Linked DNA regions of Capra hircus: region 2 is linked to region 1. Evidence: chromatin contacts called from public Hi-C data. All regions are on one chromosome and are shown on one strand. The core of a region is the stretch at or near the end of the contact, and the rest is flanking DNA. Distances in the headings are between cores, read along the strand shown.

Evidence for each region. A called contact is a pair of places that touch in the nucleus more often than the background predicts.
Region 2: a Hi-C map of blood shows a contact between it and region 1, with 5 times the contacts expected there. The contact joins two enhancer-like sites. A contact is called at or near these places in 3 of 5 Hi-C or Micro-C datasets (blood and liver).

Annotation. Positions count from the first base shown.
Region 1 is chr14:64,980,688-64,983,387 of ARS1.2, reverse strand. No RefSeq gene overlaps it. Among named protein-coding and RNA genes, the nearest start is that of ZHX2, 91 kb to the left of the region's middle. Within about 2 kb of position 1,312, at least 1 of the 5 cell types and tissues checked has an H3K27ac peak or open chromatin away from gene starts, as enhancers often do.
Region 2 is chr14:65,441,531-65,444,346 of ARS1.2, reverse strand. LOC102168470 reads left to right here. Exons shown (of 6, transcript XM_005688867.3): 6 at 2,040-2,393. The coding sequence ends at 2,237. Among named protein-coding and RNA genes, the nearest start is that of FAM83A, 29 kb to the right of the region's middle. Within about 2 kb of position 1,471, at least 1 of the 5 cell types and tissues checked has an H3K27ac peak or open chromatin away from gene starts, as enhancers often do.

The sequences.
Region 1 (2,700 bases), core at 63-2,562:
GGCATGGGTTGGCTTTCCCTCAGGATATCAGACCCAGTTCCACCTGGTGTTGCTTCTTCTGCCTCCTTCCAGCACTGCGGGCCTCGGAAAGCTGTGTGATTTCTTCGCAGAACACCACCCTGTTCACACCAGGTGGAATTTCTGGCTAGTTTTCAAGGCAAAGGAAAACTGGAGTGACTTCCCTGGTGGTCCAGTGGTTAAGACGCTGCGCTTCCAAAGCAGGCAGAGTGGGTTTGATCCCTGGTTGGGGAACTAAGATCCCATATGCTGCTCAGTACAGCCAACCCCTCTCCAAAACAAGCAAATAAACTGGAAGAGGGTCTAGAAAAGTGCTGTTTGCTAAAAAACACAGCTGACCCTTGAACACCATGGGGGACTAGGGGCCTCAGTCCTTGAAGCAGTGGGAAATTTGAGTGTAATTTGTGATTGGCCCTCCAAATCCATGCTTCCTCTGTATCTGTGCAGATTCTACCAGCCAAAGACTGTGTAACACTGCAGTATATTTACTGTTTAAAAATAAGCATACAAATGACCTGTGCAATTCATCCTGTGTTGTTCAAGGGTCAACTCTTAGGTGAAAAAAGAAACAGGTAAAATTAACTTTAGTAATATAGTTTAACCCGAGATATCCTAAATAGCATTTTCACATGTAATCATATGAACCACTACAAATGTGACAGTTTTGTGTTCTTTTTGTTCTATGTGCTCAAAATCTGTTACCTACAGCGCATCTCATCTGGACTGTTAAAGTTTCATTAAAAATACTTGATATGTATTTTGATTTTATAAAATTTACAGTTGAAAAAACATTCATCTGCCCACATTGTTCCAGGCATAAAGTTTTCCAATAACTGAATTGTTTTCAAATCTAGCTGAATTAAAATAAAGCATTCAACTACTCATCACACTAGTCACTTTTCAAGGGCTCTGTAGCCACACCCAGGCTTTGGAAGGCATTGAGGGAGCTTAGGGAATTGGTGACTGAGTCAGAGAAGAAAGCCCAAGGGCTCCAGGGGGTGGTGGCAGCTTCATTCATCATTTCTATGTGTCCAAAAATGCATTTCATTTTTTCTCCTCAAGACATCAGGGGCTGAAGGCAGGTGGCAGTCATGATGGGAGACGTGCTTTCGGGTGCCAGCTCCCAATACAGTCTTCATTTTGCTACAAATTCAGCAGAGATGGAATTTGGACAGTGCTGCCACTGCTGCGGGACGCAGAAGACTGAAACTCTGGGGAGAGTCTTTTAGCTCTATGAACCCTGGAGAATAGCCAGAGGCTGGGAAGGTCTCTGGAACTGATGGAGGGAGCAGCTGCTCCCCCTACTGGGAGTCAGAGGAACAGCAGTCCTTCCCGGGTGGAGTGAGGAGGGAGTTCCAGGGCTGAGTCAGCTGGGTTTTTTTCTAGATTCACCCTTTGTGCGCAGGAGGCAGTTCTAAGAGTGGTGGAGTGTGGTGGGCAGGGCCCAAGGAAAAGCTGCATCCTTTTTGGGTTTCCAAGTCTCAGAACACTGAGGCTCTTGACTTTGGAAGCATAACAACATTATTAGTGCAGAAACAAATCTGAGAAAGGAGAGGGTAAGATTATTTAATAAAGCTCTGTAGTTTTCAAACTCAAAACAAAAATTGTTTGTTTCCCTCTAGACTTATCCACCAACTATTAATCAACAATCATGTGCAGAAAGACCTCATATGTGAAATATACTTTTTCAAAAATGATGTATCAAATCCCTTCAGTGGTCTCTTCTAAGATGTTTATAAGCTAAAGGTAGTAATGTAAGCGGGCTTCCCCAGTGGCTCAGCAATACAGAATTCACCTGCAGTACAGGAGATGCAGAAAACGCGGGTTTGATCCCTGGGTGGGGAAGATCCCCTCGAGGAGGGCATAACAACCCACTCCAGCGTTCTTGCCTGGAGAATCCCATGGACAGAGGAGCCTCATGGGCTACACTCTGTAGAATCAGATTGCAAAGAGTCAGATATGAGTGAAAAGATTTAGCATGTCTGCGATAATGTAAAAAAATAAAAATCTAATTGTACCAAAGGTTATACAATGGAACCCACAAGTCTAATCTTCTCTTGAGACTCTTTCTCAAATTCTCAAAGCACAGATTATAGAAGCTGGTCAATGAATGTTAGTTTGCTACTGATGAATGTTGAAGATGGACCAGAAAACTAACAACGACAAAAGCAGAGCTGCTAAATCATGGACCAACTGGGCAGTGTGTGAGGGATGGGACCAGAGAGCCACGGATGGGGGTGCGGCATCCAGGTTCAGCAAGATTGGCTTTGAATTTGATAATTTAAAAAGCTTAATCCAGACACTTCCCGAATGGTTCAGACGTAAAGAATCTGCCTGCCAATGTGGGAGATGCAGGAGAGTCAGGTTTGATCCCTGGGTCAGGAAGATCCCCTGGAGGAGAAAATGGCAGCCCACTCCAGTATTCTTGCTGGAGTATCCCATGGACAAAGGAGTCTCGTGGGCTACAGTCCACGGGGTCACAAAGAATCGGACACGCCTGAGCGACTGATCAGGCACACACAATCCAGATTCTTTACCAAACATTCAGAGAAGACATGCAGTTATTCTGGGAGGCTCTGGAAGCAGAGAACCCAGGGGTGTGGAGCAGACAGGGACACTGATTTTCAGATGAAGGGCACATGGGGTGTTATGGCTGGAGTTGGGTGTGACACACTTGACCCC
Region 2 (2,816 bases), core at 222-2,721, 460 kb before region 1:
GGCTCCGCACTCTCCCCCTGCAGATCTGTCTTTACCTGTGCTGCTGGGCTCATCTTAAAACATGGCTTTGACCATGTTACCTGCTTGCTTTAAAAACTAAAATTCAACGTGTCACCATTACCTTAGAGGTTGGGTCTAATTCTGGTGCCTTGATAGGATGTCTGAGGCCTTCCCGAGAGTAATCTCAGACTTAGGGCCTGGTCATTCCTTCCACAAACCTTTTGCTTCCACTGGACTAATCTCCCACGCCTAGCACACCTGTCATGGGTTTTCCCATCTCCATCTACTTACTGTTCTCAACCTGAGACCCAGCCTGGGTCGCACATCCTCCAGGAACCTTTTCCTGAACATCCTGGTCTGTGGCAGTTTCTCGCTCTGAGCTCGATAGAGTGATTGCTGAAATAGGTAGCTCTTTGGGCCCCTGAAAATATAAGAATGTCTTATCTTTTCAGCTAGATTTTAAGTTCCTTGTAAGACATTCTTTGTTGTTGTTAACCTCTTGCGATCCTATGGACTGTAGTCCGCCAGGCTCTTTGGTCTGTGGGATTTCCCAGGCAAGAATACTGGAGTGGGTTGCTATTTCCTTCTCCAGGGGATCTTCCCAACCCAGGAATCAAACCCAAGTCTCCTGCTTGGCAGGCAGATTCTTTACCACTGAGCCACCCAGGAAGCCCTGTAAGACATCCTTTAGGAGGTGTCTTAAACATCTTCATATTCTTCACCATGTGTGACAGATAATAGTTCTCTGTCTATGAATTATGTACCTGCTGAGCCCTCTTTTTGAAATATTGCATTGTTTGAATATTGCTATCATTCCATTCTATTTTTTTTAATTAAAAAAATATACTTTTGGTGTTATATCTCAGATTTTAAAATACTACATTTCATTGAGTCCAAGCAGTCATCAGTTGTTAAGACACATCATTAGTTGAAGTGCCACTAAAAGAAAAGTAATATGCTTTTAATACTATGACACGGCAGTGGTTATAAGATACAACTTGGTTTTTAGAAATGTCAAGATAGAAAAACAAATTGTCTTCCAATTGATAAAAATTACCATGCTTTAATAAATCCTGACAGTTTCTACTCATCCTGTCAGCCTTTGCCTCAAACAGTAAGTAGTCTTTGAAGATTTAAAGCCAGTGGAACCTGTTCTTTGAGTGGGTTTCTAATCCATTATGATTTGAGTATTTACAAACAGAGGACCTCAGGGTTTGTAGGAAACCTAGAGATCATCTAGTCCAAATCCAAGTGAGCAGTTCCCTCTGCCATATCCCTGCCAAGTGGCTCCCTGACTTTTCATGATAATTGGTGGAAAATGTTTGGGGTGGGAAATGTTCACTGTCCTTACCAAAAGTGGTCCGATCACTTCCTGCAGACGTAGTTTTGTGGGTGTCTTGTCAAAGAGAATCTCACACAGAATCTGGACCTGGTTCTCACCAGTAGAGGGCAGTGTTGCGCCTTCAGAGAGCTGGCGTGCTGGCAGGTCTCTGGGGTTGCTGTGGTGACCATCCTGGAGGGTTGGAGTCTCTCTGGGTCAGGAAAGGACAGACTCAGCTACTCGCTGCTCAGCTGTTTGCTGCCTTTGACGTCTCTGGAGAACTTCATAAGAAGGGGTCTGTGCTCTCTGCAAAATAGCAGTTATGTTCCTCCCAAGCCTGCTCTTCTGTCGTTTATGAGAAGAAGAACCCCTCACGGTTGCGTTCTTGCCCTCTGAAGATGCTCTGTGATCTATGAAGGTCGACTCAGCACTCCCTGTGGCCTGAGTGGTACCCCTGCCACGTTTGTGCCTCCCTGATGTGCTGACTCCAGGAAGCATGAGAGTAGCAGTAGGGTATTTACACAGGTGGTCTTGGATCACTACTTCATAAACATCTTTTCAATATATTGAATTGTCAGAGTTGTCCCCTGGCTGCTGAGGAAGTTCTGCTTTTGTGTGAAATCCTTTGTGCTTGATGACTAGCACGGTCTTCCATTCGGTATCTGCTGCACCTGTTATTGGGAAAGAGTTTTATCTTTCTTCCCCCCTCCTATTGCAGGTTATGGGCGAAGATATCGTCCCAGAAAAAATCAGAGACGAGGTTCACACAGAGGTCAAGTGTGTTGGCCCCGCGGCCCTGACTACCTTGGTGATCGGGTCTTCGAAAGAGTTTGAAGACAAGTGGTTCAGAAAGATCAAAGACCACTTCTGTCCCTTTGAAAATCAGTTCCACACAGAGATACAGATCTTGCCTTAGTGGTCCCTATAAAAACAAAACAAAAAACATCTTGTACTGTATTAAGTGTTCTGGTTTACTTCAGACAGAATCCTCTGCTAATCATGGAATATACTGAATTAAAAATAATCATCTATGTTTTATAAAAATGGCTTCTCTCCCTGATAATTTCTACTGTATTCAGTTTCTTGATTTTTTGTTTTCTTTTTAGATTTCTGTCATTCACTTGTGTGAGGCCTACTGCTCCTTTAGAAGATATCTGTTGGAAAAGTGTTTAAAGGGACTTTTAGGACCTTGCCTGGCAGTCTGGTGGTTAAGACTCTGCCTTCCAATGCAGGGGGTGCAGGTTCAGTCCCTGATGGTGCAGCTAGGGTCCCACATGTCATAGGTGTGGCCAAAATTAAAAATAAATACAACATTATAAATCAGCTATGCTTCAATTTCAGTGAATTTTTTTAAATAAAAGAGACTCTTAGATTTTATAATCTTTTAAAAACAGTTACTGTATTAGCAGTGTAAGTATCCATGTTGTTTTGGTAAATTCATCATGAGGGACCAAGAATGCTGAAATGTGATAGGAAACCATTTCTAGAAAGGGTA